Regions from separate parts of the Mus musculus genome. Here region 2 is linked to region 1. A link is a contact called in public Hi-C data. All regions are on one chromosome and are shown on one strand. Each heading gives the region's core, a stretch centred on a gene start, on an enhancer-like site or on the middle of the called end of the contact. The rest is flanking DNA. Distances are from core to core; before and after follow the strand shown. Region 1 has its middle 90 kb from the start of Slc4a7. Region 2 overlaps Nek10 (NIMA (never in mitosis gene a)- related kinase 10).

Region 1 (7,259 bases), core at 2,369-4,868:
TCCCACACATCATACAGGCAGACTGTTTTTGCAGAGTACAATGAGTCTGTGTTTGGTTTTTTTTTTCAAAGGAGCATGTGAAATGCCAACATCACCAACTCATTTGTTTGAAAACCAAAAGCTTTCCTCGAATTCAACATTCTTACACTGCCTTGTTTCCAGCCGACCACTTGGCCTCTACAACATCAATAGAAGGTGGGAAAGAGTGTCCAGTGGCAAGGTGACAGGGGAAAGCGGTGAATGTGAGTGCTGGGTTAGCCAATGAGCAACATCCATCAAAGGAGCAGAAAACAGTTTGAATTGACAGATGAGTTTGTGTTTCCCCAATAACTTTGGAATCCAGACAAAGAAATTACCATCGGCTTTTCATAGTGTTAAACACAATCATAAAAATATATCTTCTGTGTTTGTACACAAGATTACAGCTTATTGTAATGTCTACTATACATTAGTATTTTAGACTATAGTTTAAAATGTACAACGTTGCAGGATACATTTATAATATATCATTAGATATATTTTTCTAACACATTTTAGAAGTTATTAGAAGTTATAGAAGCTAGCTGCTGAAGTTATTAGAGTTTGAGAGAGACTCTAAGATGGACTGTTCCTTTGAGTGAGAGATATATTCAAGTAGTTAATGATGCCATGGAAAGACAGCATGACAGGGAATCGGAGGACAGTTCAGCCATGTGGCAGAATGAGGGTCCTTTCTTAGAGATGTCAAAAAAAAGGAGGGAGGCTTCGTGACACACAGTTACTAAGTTACTATAGTGCATACTTCTCTGATTCCCAGAAGGAAGAGAGGACATCATTTTGAGAAAAAAATGTGGGCTGGACCCAGGATCTACTATGAGAGAGGAGAGAGACAGACGGTTGATGGGCGTGGCTTAGACAGCATATGATGATGTTCATTGTAACTGCTCTAGTCACATCTGAAGTGTGAGTAAACTTAAAAGCATGCTAGTAAGAAAGTAAGAAACCACTGCAGCAGCGTCTGGAGGCTGGGGAAGAATGATTTCAGGTTCAAGGCCAGCCTGAGCTACACACTGCGAGCCTGTTTCAGGATCTGCAGGATACATTTACCCCCACCCCCATTATTGGTAATGCAATCACATGCTGTTGAATGGTGGTTTCAAACATAAGCCATGTTTATTTATTATTTGCAAAATTAGTTTGTTTGTTTGTTTTTTCAAATGAAGACTAACACATCCAGTTTTGTCTCTTCTACCATTTTGTTGTTGTTGTTATTGTTGTTGTTGTTGTTGTTGTTCAGTAGGATGAATTCTGGATGTCAAAAAGAAGAGGAGAGAGCCACTGAGATCTTTGAAAAGCAGAGTGAAGTTTTTCATGAGCTGCTCATCAGTTGCTACATCCCCCACTACGAGCTCACATCTCGATGAAGCTTCTGTTGTGAGGCTCACCATTTGTTCTTTACATGTGAGGAAACTTCTGGGTGCTGATGAGTTCTACAAGAACATAAATGACCTACACAGCTAAATAACAATCTTCCAACCATGTAAGATTAAGGAGTTATTGTGGCCTTGTAGATACTGTCATTGGGTGGAGCTATCAGACTTGCTGTTGTGGGTGGATTTACCCAAGACACTATTCAGATATCCAATCTCTGCTTGCTATGTAATTTCCTTTATTTGGTCTTGGCTGCTGCGTTCTGGGTGGCAAAGATGGGCAGGTTCCTGAAAGTTGCATGGCCTGACCCTCATGGGTCAGCGGAGAGCCTGTTAGTAAGACAAATCATCAATGCAGAGATGTCTTCTTACTTTGTAGCAAGTTTGTACTATTTTCAGACAAGTTAAAAGGCCAAATTTATATGATAATCTCATCAAAAAATTCATATTAGAAGACTGTCATGGTCAGTGTTCTATTACTGAAGAGATAGAATGACCATGGCAACTCTTATGAAAGAAAGCATTTAATTGGGGCTTGCTTACAGTTTCAAAAGGTAGTCTATTATCATGACAGGAAGCATGGCTGCACACAGGAAAATATGGTGCTGGAGAAGGATCTGATAGTTCTCCATCTGGATCCATATGCAGCAGAAGGAGAGAGATGTTGGGCCTGGCTTGGGCCTTTGAAACCTCAAAGCCTAATGACACTTCTTCTAACAAGGTTGCAGCTACTCCAACAAGGACACACCTCCTAATCCTTCTCAAGGAGTGCCACTCCCTGATGACTAAGTATTCAAATCTATGAGTTGATGGTGGAGGGGAAGGGCAGTTTTACCCAAACCACCATGTTCTGCTGCCCTAGTAGGTTTGTAGCCAGCTCACAATGCAAAAATGATTTCAGTCCAACTTCAAAAGTCCCCATAATCTATAGCAATCTCAACACTGTTTAAAAGACTAAAGTTCAAAGTCTCTTCTGAGGCTCAAGGCAATTTCTTAACTGTAACCTACTGTAAAAACTCAAAATTAAAAAATCACATACTTCCAATATACAATGATATATATATATATACATATATATACATATATATATATTACAGAAAATATATTACCATTTGAAAGGGACAAAAGGGAGCATAGTGAGGAAATATTGGACCAAAACAAGAACAATAACCAGGAGACCAACTCCATACTCCAAATCTGCATGTCTGATATTAAAGCACTATTCAGGTCTCCAATTCCTCTCAGTTTTGTTGACTGAAACATACTTCTCTCTCTCGGGCTGTTAATAGCTCTTCTCAGCAGGTATACCATGGCATCTCCAACATCTTGGGGTTTCTACTAGGGGCAGAGTAGGGGGCAGAGGTCCCTGCAGGTTCCTATCCCTGGTGATACCCCCAGGAAGAGGAAATAGGTCAGAGAGGAAGAAGAAAAAGAGGGGTACCGGCATGTGGAATAAAACCAATAGCATCCAACATGATTTATCACAGAGTCATACAATTAAATGAAACTTCACTTGTAGTGTAACTCTTGATTGTAAATGCCGACATTCTCCCTGAGGCCCTTTCCACTGCATGAGTAACCATGATTTATGAATTTCCTGTGGCTTCTGCCCCTTGCCTGCTTATCACCAATTGATTTATGATCAAGTGAACTGGAAAATCTGGGAGGTAAGAATTCCAAGCCAGTGGTCAGTGGCCTTTGCTCTTACATCTGCGCCATTCATACAGATACAATCAAATTGCAGTAAGAGCAGTAGCTACAGCCTCAGAGTTCCTCTGATAAAATGATAGGACTGCTCAGAGTCTAGAATAAAATACAAGTCCTGTGTGTGTGTGAGAGAGAGAGAGAGAGAAAGAGAGAGAGAGAGAGAGAGAGAGAGAGAGAGAGAGACTCAGAAGAAGAAACGGGTTGGGTGGTGGAGGAATCTCTCTGTTTATGTGAAAGACCAGAGTAAGGTTAAATATGGGCCGTCCTGAAGAGAAGAAGAAGACAAGAAAAGTGAAAGCCAAATTCTAAGCTAGGGAGAAGCTACTGACAAGGCTGTACTAGTGTGTGAACAGTGATGGTCTTTTCTGCTTGTGTGAACAGTGATGCTTTTTTCTGCTTCACCTCAAAATCCCTGTGCTGCTTTTTCTGCCCATCTTAGAAGGACAGAAATGGAAAAGCAAATCGAAATGACAAAGAGCAAAGCAGAAGGGCTGCTGAGAGGAGTAACGCTTCAGAGCACCGGCCTCACCCCAGTCCCATCTGTTGAAGAATCTCATAAATGTAACACAGGCTTACAGAGAAGAAACAAATTTATTATACAAAGTATCCAGTTGCAACCCTGAAAATTCTGAAGGAAAAACTTTATGTACCAGGAAAGTTCTGGCAAAATTGTACACAAACAGAAGGCTGTTTGAGGCTTTGGAATTATTAAAGCAAGTTCCAGGACATGAGAAATTATCCAGTCTCTGTAAGACCATGTCTTTGTTCTGTTGTTCTGTTTTTCTTCAGCCATTAACTACCTTAATACACTGATGTTGGCAGCTAAGGACAGGAGATAGAATTAGTGGAAGAGTCTTATTGCATTTTAAGATTGTGTTAAACACACAAGCACATCGCAGCTCTCTGAAGAACGTGACTCCTGTAATCTTTCTTCAAGAGTTATCAGTGGATCTTCCTTCACAAACCTAGTGGTAGAGGCAGCGAACGTTCTTAGACATGCTGACAAGGAATAGGAATATAGCCTCCAGGGGAAGCTGTGATTTCTGTTTGCCTCCCATCCATGAAAACATTTGTTTCTGGTTCCCTCCGAAGGGTACTGTGAGTGGCTAAAAGAACTCACACCCCAGAAAACCAGTCTTGGGATTGTACAGGAGGTTCTAGAATAGACAGCAAGTGTTTGCTTGAAAATAGATTATTCTCTCCTGGAAAGTTGGGGGACAATATTCTGACTCAGCACCCCCTACTTAACTTTCATCAAAAGGTGAAAGAGTGAATAGAATGTCTATCTTCTCTTTCTGACTTCTGTTGATATTAATTTCCACATCTGACTTTATTTTCTGGCTGTGTTTATATTTCCCTTTGTTCCTTGCTCGTCTGTACACTGTCCTAGCTCTTGCTTTGCTTCCCCTCCATGCTCCAATCTGTCCTCAGGCTGGGGAGGTAATGCAGTAAAAGTAACAGGGCCAAGTTCTAGACCTTTAGCTGAATTTCTTATGTCTTTGATGTGTGATCACTGCAGCTGCTGCTTTCTGGTCCCCTTCCTAAGCTGTTGTACTAGCCATGCACCTAGCTATTCACACCTGCACCTTTGCCCCTATACAGTTAAAACGTTCTCCATGGTGGTCCTCTCAAAAGTTAGAGCAGCCTGTCCTGGTGGCGCAGACCTGCAGTTCTAACTCTGGAAGCTGAGGCAGGAGCATCACAAGCTCAAGACGTGGCTGAGTTGCAGAGAGAATTCAAGGTCAGAATGGGAGACATAATAAGATCCCGTCTCAAATTGTAAAGTAAATGCAAAACTCCTCCTGGCAGATGCTCGTAGCTAGAGCCCTGGTCCAGCATGAGGAACTGTGTTCCATCTCCAGCTGCCTTCTCAGGTGTTATTCATTCATAAGTTACCCGTGGCTTCCTATCTGGCTCAGTACACAATTCAGGTTCCCCACAGGATTTATTTCACTGTAAGCAGTGTGAGCCCTTTCTTGTTTCCCAGTCTTGCTGATGTCCCTCCTCCTTGGCTCTTTCCATTACAGCCACTCTGGTCCTTTTCTGCTCTGCCACGAGATACTTTACCTAGAAGCCTGCTTCTCTCATCTCTGTGCTTCAGCATTCTCCTCCCATCAGCGCCCCAATGAGGATACTTATCTCTGTACCATACTCTTTTCTGCAGCTTTCATTAGACAGCTATTACCACCCAAGAACTCCTTATAGCCATACTTGTCTCTCAGACAGAAACGAAAATAAGAATTCATGCCCTCAGCATCTAAATACTGTTGGGCAAATTCGGCAGAATAAATATTGGTGAAGTGAATGAATAGAATGTTGTGAAGTTGCTAAAGTAAGTAACCTCTGGCCATGAGCCCTTGCTATGATTCCTAGGTGTTCCAAGGCTGCAGCATGCTACAGTAAATGCTAGCAGCCATGCTGGAATGTGGAGGCCCTAAGTGGAGGCCAGCTGCTTTCTATAAGCCTGAAATCATTGCTGTTTTCTTATCCTTCACTTATCAGACAGGGAAAGCCCAATCATATGTTTGGAACAGTTTGCCCCTGTCCTTTCCCTGTAACCCAGCATAATGTGTTGTGTGTATTGGTCACACTTCTTGTTCTAATTCATGGTCATGGCTCAGCCCCACTAGAGTATGCCTGAACAGTCTTGTGGATTGCAGGTCACCATTGGAGTTCTACAAACTGGTCATGTGGGGAAGGAAGCAAAAACTTTCTGAGGTAGCTTGGCAAGCTCACTCATTCATGTTTAGTCCTTCACGAGGCCTTAGGGAAAGTGTGGAAAGTTTTTAGACCATGGTGTGGGTCTGCTTTTTTTTTTTTTAAGATACCTTTTATTCAAAGAAACTCTCTTCTGGAATTCCTGCTTATCAGACAAACATCTCTGGGATATAGCCATGTTTATGTGTGTGTCTGTGTCTATCTGTCTGTCTGTCTCTCTCTCTGTGTATATAGATATAGTGTTTTGTGTTTGTTACTTCATCTCTCCTTATATCATACTGGTAAACACTGTTAATTTTATTTTGAAGAGTTTTTAAGAACCAAACAAACAAGAGGTGGAAATGTATTGGAACCAAGGTTTGTCTTATGTAAAACCAGTGTTCAGTCTACTACACACTACTCAAAACAGAATGTGACACAACCAGACAAAACAGGTAACAAATGTCCCTAATAGTGACCACATCAACAAGGAAATGATACTATAAGTGGGATCACTGGGTAGATGATGGCTTCTGGAATCACCTTTGATGTTGTTCATTCTAGACATCAGAGTAGATAGCTCGGAGGAATTCTGTACAGAGAATTTGTACGGGTTAAACTGAAAACAGATGGATTCCATGCACATTCCATTCATTATAAACTGGTTACTGACTACTTGACTGCACCTGCTGCAAAGGCAACAGGAAATGTAGTCTGTCCCCTGGAAGCCACCCAGGCTCTGCTAACCCTGAAGGGACCTACCTTCCTAGGACCAGGTTATACTTATGATGAAGAATTGATTGCAAAACTCACCTTCAGCCACACCTTTCATTCAAACCATACACCCCAGAGCCTCATTCCTGTGACCATGCCCTCACTGGGCCTTCATACTCAGGACCCCTAGCCCCAGGTTCAAGAATGTCAGGCAGAAGAGGTTTTACAGGATGACCAATCTTTGCATAGATGTTCTCCTTCTCTTCCCATCCCTTCCATGAAAACCACACTGATTCCTCTCCAGAGTCCTCCTTTCCCCCCTCTATCTCCAGGCTGTCCCCGGAACTTCCCTAGATAACTCTAGCACAGCACAACCTTTGTCTTGGTACACTAACACACTATCCATTTTGAGCAAAAAAAAAATTTATGTTATAAGATTCATTCTTTTGCATGTGGATAACAGTTGTGTCAAGAACATTTAGATCACAGTATATTTTCTCCACTGAATTCTCCAAACCCTCTTGTCAAGGGTGATTTAACAGTTAATGTGAGAATTTATTTCTATACTCTGAACTCAATGTTTATGTTTGCACCAAATTGTCTTAATCATTGTAACTTTCTACTTCCGTTTAAAATCGAGACTTTATTTATGTTCTCTTCTGAGATTGTTTTAGCTTTTCTAGCTGTCTTAGTCAGGCTTTCTATTCCTGCACAAACATCATGACCAAGAAG
Region 2 (7,259 bases), core at 3,364-5,863, 220 kb after region 1:
TATAAACTATAAGAATGAAAGGAATTTCAGCAAACATCCACAGCATCAGTTATTTCAAGAGATCTTCACAGCTCTGGTGAGAAACAGACTTATATGCAGGTAAGGCTCTGATCAAAAGACAGGTATCTACCCAAGAATGTTTCACAAATCCTGTATGGAGAATATGCTTTGAAGCAGCCTACAAGTAGATCACAGGGTGCTTGCAGTATTTAGGAATATAAATATTCCAGTATTTATGATTATGTATTATATAATATATTCCCATTTATGGTTTATTTTCTTTGTCATTACATATAATTATGTGTAGATAGTACACACACAGACACACACACCCTCCCTAACAACTAAAGAAAAAGTAGCAATAAATTTCAAAGAAAGAAAAGGCAGATATTTGGGAGGGTTTTGAATGGAGGAAACAGAAGGCAACACAATGTAATTATTTTATAATCTCAAATATTAAAATAAATAATTAAATATATATATAAATAAAAGGCTGAGCAAAGGCTATGTGAAAGGAGACAGATGGGCTGTGTTCTCATTGGAATCTCTTGTTGGACCTTGAATTTAGTTGAAGTTGGTGACAGGATATGGGAGAACTGTTTTTCTTTAATGTGCTTGTTTTGGGTTTGGACACTAAAGGAATATTTATTGTATAGTCCTTATGAAAGAAGGACATTGGTAACCACTGTGGATGACATGACAACATCTTTGCAGTTGACACAGTGACCAATTAGTTAAGCTCTCCCTGGGCTTGAAGAAAGAAAGCATGAATGTGTATCCCACCCTCCACCCCCAGTCCAAACCCTATGTCCTGTTATGAATGACTGGTGGAGAATCTTAGCCTAGACAGATTTGATTTCTGGTAACAGGAGGAGCTCTGAGGATCTCAGCTCCCTTCTTTCACAGCATGTGAAATAATTTGGAATGTTGGATTTTATGACCATCTTTCTACATCATTCTTGAGTGCTATAGAGCTCTGTGTTCAGTTCAAATGTGAAATCAGAGTTGGATAAAGGATGGACTGTGCTTTGAGGTCCTCACTGAACTCCATTTCATAGAATTTGTCAAGATGTCAGGACTATTTTCTCCTCTTAGCTTAAATTTAAAGAATAATTATATCTCAGAGCTTTTCTGGTATGACTCCCTTGCCCATTCCTCTGTGACTATCAGAGATAGATGTTGGAATGTTGGAATGAAGGCATAGATTGAACTTACTCAAACTGGTGAGCATCTGCCGTTTGCCAGGAGGGATAAGGCTACCAAGGAGAAGGAAGATAAAAGAAAATATGGAGATGACTGATGTGCGGTCCCCCTTTCCCTCAGCAAAACAATTACTCACATTCCAATATAAGAGGAAATACAGATATTTATAATTTACAGTCAGACAACTAAAGCCTGGATAAGACAGGTGAGTGGGAACTTTAAATGTTGGCCCAGTTTTGCTTGTGGACAATCTACACATACTTGAATGGTAACTTCACCCTGAAAGCATAATGAACTGGGAATTGGCCTTGGCTGTAGAACATGCTACTATTGTGCTTCATTTTTGCTCAGGTGTCAATGTTTTTTATCTTCCCTTTCATGCTCCTAGATGTGTTCTCTTCCAATCCACATGTGCAGACACCTCTTTCTGGGTTCTTTTCCTAAGATTGACTTAGTCTCTGTTCTGCAGCTAGACTTGTTAATGCAGCCAGCTAGGGCATGCCTACAAGTCTTTTCCAGTAGTTCTGAAAGGAAGTCCTGCCTGGATCTGAGGTTACAGGACAGGCTGCTCTAGATATGTGTCCATGTGCAGCATCAATTCAAATCTTCCATGCTCTCTCTGCCATAACATGATTCGTGTGTAGTAGAGTGTGACATTAGAAATAAAGTCTTGACATTTCTATCTCATCATGTGAAGGCTGTGAAGAGAAGTAGCAGTTGTCACAGTAGTGACAGATTCTTTGTTAACTGACCAACCACACTTTTCTTTAATGCACCGGCTTCCTGTTGCTCTGTGTTTCGTTGATATATGGCTTCTATATTACAGTGGAATATAGTTCGCTTGTGAAATGAACTCACTCATGGGGCTGGAGGTGGGAGATTTTGTGAAGTTAATGACACAGTAGTTTTAAACTGGTAGAATTTGATGTACAAGGCTGGGGACAGATGGTGGTGACACTGACAACTGCAGAAAGCAACAAGATGGGACTACAAGAGTTGATTTGGAATATTAAAGCCTGAAGAGACTGAAAGAAATGACAAGTCATTCTAATGTATTTACAAAGAGGAATCTTCTTATGCTCTCAAAGCCAAAAATGAGTTAAAGGATGTCAGGCCACATACAATGACAATTTTCTTGAGAAATTCTGTCAAAAACATCAAAATGAATGCTGTGTTTGGTATGAGGGAAAGTAATAAATTGTATGTGGCACCACAGAAAAGTTTCTCTTTGTTAACTATGCTCTTTCTGCTGTGTGCTGTGGCTTCTCATCCAGAGAAGCCTGACAGGCAGAAAGCTGAATTACTCTGCCTTCCCAGGGAGGAACTTCTTGTCCTTGGCCAACACATCACCACTCAAAGCAGCCATAACCTGGCTGGGATCATTATATCTGCGCATGACAGATGTGTTTATAATCTTTAAATAAGCTACTGAGAGCCAGGTGTTAAGTAACAGACCCATCTCAATAGCCACACATCAGAGCTGAAAGCATCTCTTTTCCCTTCCTTCTCTTGTTCTTCTCCCCCCCCCCCCATTTCCTCTCCTTTCCCCTTCCTTTTCTTCTTTTCTCTCTTTCCTGGAGCCTCACTTTGTAGCTCAGGCTAGCCTTGAACTCCTGATCCTGCCTCAGCTTCCCAAAAGGCCTATGATTATAGGCCTTGGGCATCAGGCCTGGCTCTAATTCTCATGTGCCATGCTGGCCTGGCTCCTGAAGTGGCTCCCTACCGTGACTCCATCCCTGTTTCACGTGTCAATTGGAGGATTCTTCCTGCTATGTTATTTAAAGATATCATTCCTGAAACAGGACTTTTAATTTTTCTCTCAACCCACAAGGAGATTTCAGCTTTTGTCAGCACTGTCTATGGAGCTAACCTAGGCTGCCAGCATTTCTAGCCTTTGAATTTATAGTAGGCTACCTGGGTTCCCTGCTTTACCTGTGTGGTTTTCCTTTACTTTGTCATCAGCATAGCTTCTGGAAGAATCCTTTCATAATCTTAGCAAGTTCCTGTGAGTTCTTTGCTGAAACTCTTCTAGAACATCCCTAGGCAAAACTTCCAAAGGCCCCCTTCCAATCCTGCAAGTCCTGAAGCTCTGCCTGCTGCTGTCTGACCACAGCTTCTGTTTTCTCACACTGCTATTTTCTGCATCAAGCCTAGGACCCGAGCTACAGGCTTTTCCTGCTGTTATGACACAAGTTTCTTCAAAGCTCCTATCTTCAGCTCATATGATGCTAATCTTACCAGAGAGCCTTCCCTGGCCATCTCAAAATAGCACCCTGGTCTAATGTACCTGGCCTTGGTTGTTCTTTGCCATCACCCCTTGATAGTCATGGGTCTTTACAAGTGGGGCTTCTGGGCCATGTCCTCCAAAGGGGGCCCAGGGTTTGCCTCTGCTGTATCCCAAGCTCATTCAGAACCAGGCTGATGAGGCATGGTGATGAATATCTGGAAGCACTGTGCACAGTCCATCAATTAGAAGAAAGGAGATGAATCTTTTGTAGTTGTTGGCCTGAGTGCCACAGGCCCCACATGGTTTTCTTTCTGGGTAGACTTTGTGAGCTAGACTGAATGGGTAACAGAGAGGATGGAGCACAGAGACCCAAGAGGGGATTGGTGGGGATTCCAGACAGTGGCATCCCCACATGTGTTCTTGTTTCTCTTAAGTTTTATCAAAGTAGGTATGGAGTTTGCTTTTTCGTTAACCCAGATGAGTGTTAATGAAAGCAGTGCCACAGCGTGAGAAAGGAGCGCATTCTGACCTGCAGCGTGCTACAGGTAGCTCTGAGCAACAGCCTCTACACATCCACACACATACAGCTTCTCCACATGTATACACACACACATCCATGTGTTTTCAGCTACTGGCTGCTTGTCATTTGGAGCACTCACGTCACATACTAGCTTCTTCCTCTGTGAAAGAAACAGAAACCCCATCTCCCTTCTCGCTGTTTCAGATGTTATGTGTGCAGTGACATTTTTCTTTTGATATTGATAGCAGAAAGTGATGTCCTGGACGAGGGTGGTGGAAGCCGAGTGTATTAATAGTCCCGTGAAAGCAGTGGCGTACGTTCAGTCGGCAGAGAGCTGAAATTCTTTGCCCATTTATGAATTCACTCCTGTGTGGCTGTCATGTGGAGACAACCTCCAGGGAAGCACTGTCATTGCGGCCAATGACTTTTCAGGGCTGCCTCCAAGGACCCATCTCTTGTTCCCATGGCAAACATGTCTGAGAAAGTGCTTTCTGCATGTTCACTAGGAGCCCAAGCAAAGGGGGCCTGCAGTGGCCGAGTCAGCCAAACAGATGCTGATCTCCATTGGTGGCTGTTTTCCATGTAGTTCTTTGGCTACACTGAGTCCTGTGTTTTCTAGTTCCCCTGACTCTTGGCGAGCAGAGGTGCATGCAATCCCCCACAGAGCCAGGGCTGCATCCCTTGTGGCCCATCTGCTCTACTCAGCGTTCCAGGCTAGGAGCCAAGGAAGGCCTCCTCCTGAGGTCATTCTCATGGGGCAGAACCCAAGGACTCAGCCATCAGGAATCCTATTTACAATAGCAGAGTAATAACTATGAGAAATATTAATAGCCTTGGGCTTCTACCCAAAATTGCAAAGCAAAGCAAACCAAAAACGTGATTTGCCAGGAACATTCAATTCAGACTATTTTGGATCCCTTCATTTGGTTAGATTCCATGAAGAGTAAAATTAAAGTCCACATTGGTATTTCAGTCTCTCTCTCTCTCTCTCTCTCTCTCTCTCTCTCTCTCTCTCTCTCTCTCCCTCCCTCCCTCCCTCCCTCCCTCCCTCCTTCCCTCCCTCTCTCCCTCCCTCCCTCCCCCCATGTGTGTGTGTTTATGTGTGTGTGTGAAATAAGGAGAAACAAAGGCCTTTAAATATGTATTTTAATATGGGAAAAAATGCACAGGAAAGGTCACAGACTGTCCTGTGAAGACTGGCCCTGGCTATCAGGAAGACTCCTGAGGAAGAATACTGTGTACATATTTGTACCATAGATCCTGTTCCCCTTGGATAGTGAAGTGCTCTAGGCATTCACTGGTGTCAGGTTGCCCATGGCTTTTGCAGCTGTTGTTAGCCACTGTTCTTCCCTGGGCAGGGAGGGGAAAGAATCTCTGAGCTGGGGGCCTTTGCCCTGTACCCTCTTCAAAATTAGAGTATTAGAATGATCATATTTTTTCAGAATTTTCCCATATTTTCGCCACTGAAGAGTCTGAAGTATGGGGAGTCTGTGAGTACTCAGCAAGTGCTTTATGCTGACCTACAGCCTCCACCTACTTTAAAATCAATCTTTACTTTAACATCCAAGGTCATTGGCTTTACTCCGTCACTTTCATGCTTTTGTTCACTCTTCTCCAGGCTCCCCTTTACTTCTTCTTTGGAGACTCTCACTAAGTTGCTTGCTTTGTACTCCAAGTTTGTAATCTTCCTGTCTCTACTTCCTAAGTACCTGGATGGCAGGCCTGTGCTTGGAGAGTCCTGCCTAGCAGGCAGTCCAGGGGTTGGTTGACTCCTATTTTCATTTTTCCAAAGAAACTGGGCTGTGTCTCATGGCACAGGAGTCACTAATAAAGTGACTGCTCTAGAGAGGGGATGCTGTTGTTAGCAGTGGCTGTGGGCAGCTGCCAATAGCCTTGTTGGTGGTAACAAGCTTAATTCCCAGCAAGTTCTGACCATGGGCTTTTCTTCTGTATCTGTGTACTGGGAATATGGACATCAGGGAACACAGACATTCTTGGGAATAAAACCACGGGTCTAATGCCCTGCCAACCTCCATCTCGGCAGATGGAAGGAGAAGTGGGTGGTGTTGCCATGGAATGGGGACTCCTAGTACAGCCACCACAGATGCCACCCTGACTCATTCACTAGGTTTCCAAATGTGCAGGTTTGGGGGAAGGGTTAAACTCCTCAGTGCTATAGAGAAGACAGACCTGGATCTTACCTCTAGAGCCCCAGAATAGATCTAGGACAGACCAGAGGACAGTTGTCCTGGGTTTTCAGCTCAGGTCAGAGTCCTATATGTATGTGGCAGGGGTATTTACAGTATTGTGGCAATGCCTTATGTACACCCAGGTGAATGACATTTGGAGTCTGAAATACTTCCTGTTATTTCCCCATTTCCCTTGACTAAGGATGGAATTGCAGAACCTTTGTGTTTCAGGCCTTTGTTAATACTGGCACCATGAATGATTAATTTTGAACTAGCTTGCAGAGCAGTATGGGGCATGCATCACCAGGCTGGAGTTGCCTTCTATAGACAATGACTAGCTGCACTCACAATAGCACGATCCAGAGCAGGGCAGTGGTTAGCTGCCTTTTTCACTTCAGGAGGATACTGGGCTCTGTGCTCACTTCTGCACTAAACATGCTCTGAGTTAGAACAGTACAGGTTATGGGAGTCCTGGTGCTGGAGAGCCACAGAAGGCTGCCATTGGGAAACACCTTAGGCCCTGACTCATAGACAACCTGTTGCATAGGCTGGAAGGGAGCAAGGGATTGTGGCATGAGGTAGGCTTAGAGGCTCATGGGAAGACTGATCCCACAAAGCCTGTGGGCAAGATGATGGATTGATTGTGAGACTTTTATTCTGTTAGGAAGCATGGAAGATTCCTTTAACATTTTAACGACACATACTGCCAGCTGTAGCTACACTCAAGATGCTGAGTGATGAAGCACGTGCTCTCTGAGACCCAGCAGGATGTGAAGAACAGAGACTGTTCCAGGGGAACAGAATGGTCAGGGGACCTTCTGTTGTCTGCCTTCGGTGTTAACCAGAGAGGCAGTAGGCTGCTGTTTCTCCAGCTGCTCCACCTTCTCTGCTGTTCCAGTAGCTGCCTTTTTTTGTTCTGAGAAGGTCTTAATGTATCTCAGACTGGCCTTGAGCTTGATTTATAGCCAAGGAGGACCTTAAATTTCTGATCCTTCCCAGCTCTAGGCTCTTCAGTGTCTACCACCATGCCTGGCTCAGAAATGTTGTAAAGACAAGACAATAGGGGATTCTTGTTGTTAGTTCAGGAGACTGGTCTTGAACTTAAGACCCTTCTTCTCCT

What was found. A called contact is a pair of places that touch in the nucleus more often than the background predicts.
Region 2: a contact with region 1 is called in a Hi-C map of uterus. The contact joins two enhancer-like sites. A contact is called at or near these places in 2 of 484 Hi-C or Micro-C datasets (uterus and ventral hippocampal neurons) and 1 of 9 other capture datasets (liver).

What each region holds. Positions count from the first base shown.
Region 1 is chr14:14,609,428-14,616,686 of GRCm38.p6, forward strand. No RefSeq gene overlaps it. Among named protein-coding and RNA genes, the nearest start is that of Slc4a7, 90 kb to the right of the region's middle. Within about 2 kb of position 3,619, at least 12 of the 459 cell types and tissues checked have an H3K27ac peak or open chromatin away from gene starts, as enhancers often do. A contact at or near this core is called in uterus, where this site is marked.
Region 2 is chr14:14,828,443-14,835,701 of GRCm38.p6, forward strand. Nek10 (NIMA (never in mitosis gene a)- related kinase 10) reads left to right here. Exons shown (of 35, transcript NM_001195229.1): 4 at 1-99. Among named protein-coding and RNA genes, the nearest start is that of Nek10, 11 kb to the left of the region's middle. Within about 2 kb of position 4,614, at least 82 of the 459 cell types and tissues checked have an H3K27ac peak or open chromatin away from gene starts, as enhancers often do. A contact at or near this core is called in uterus, where this site is marked.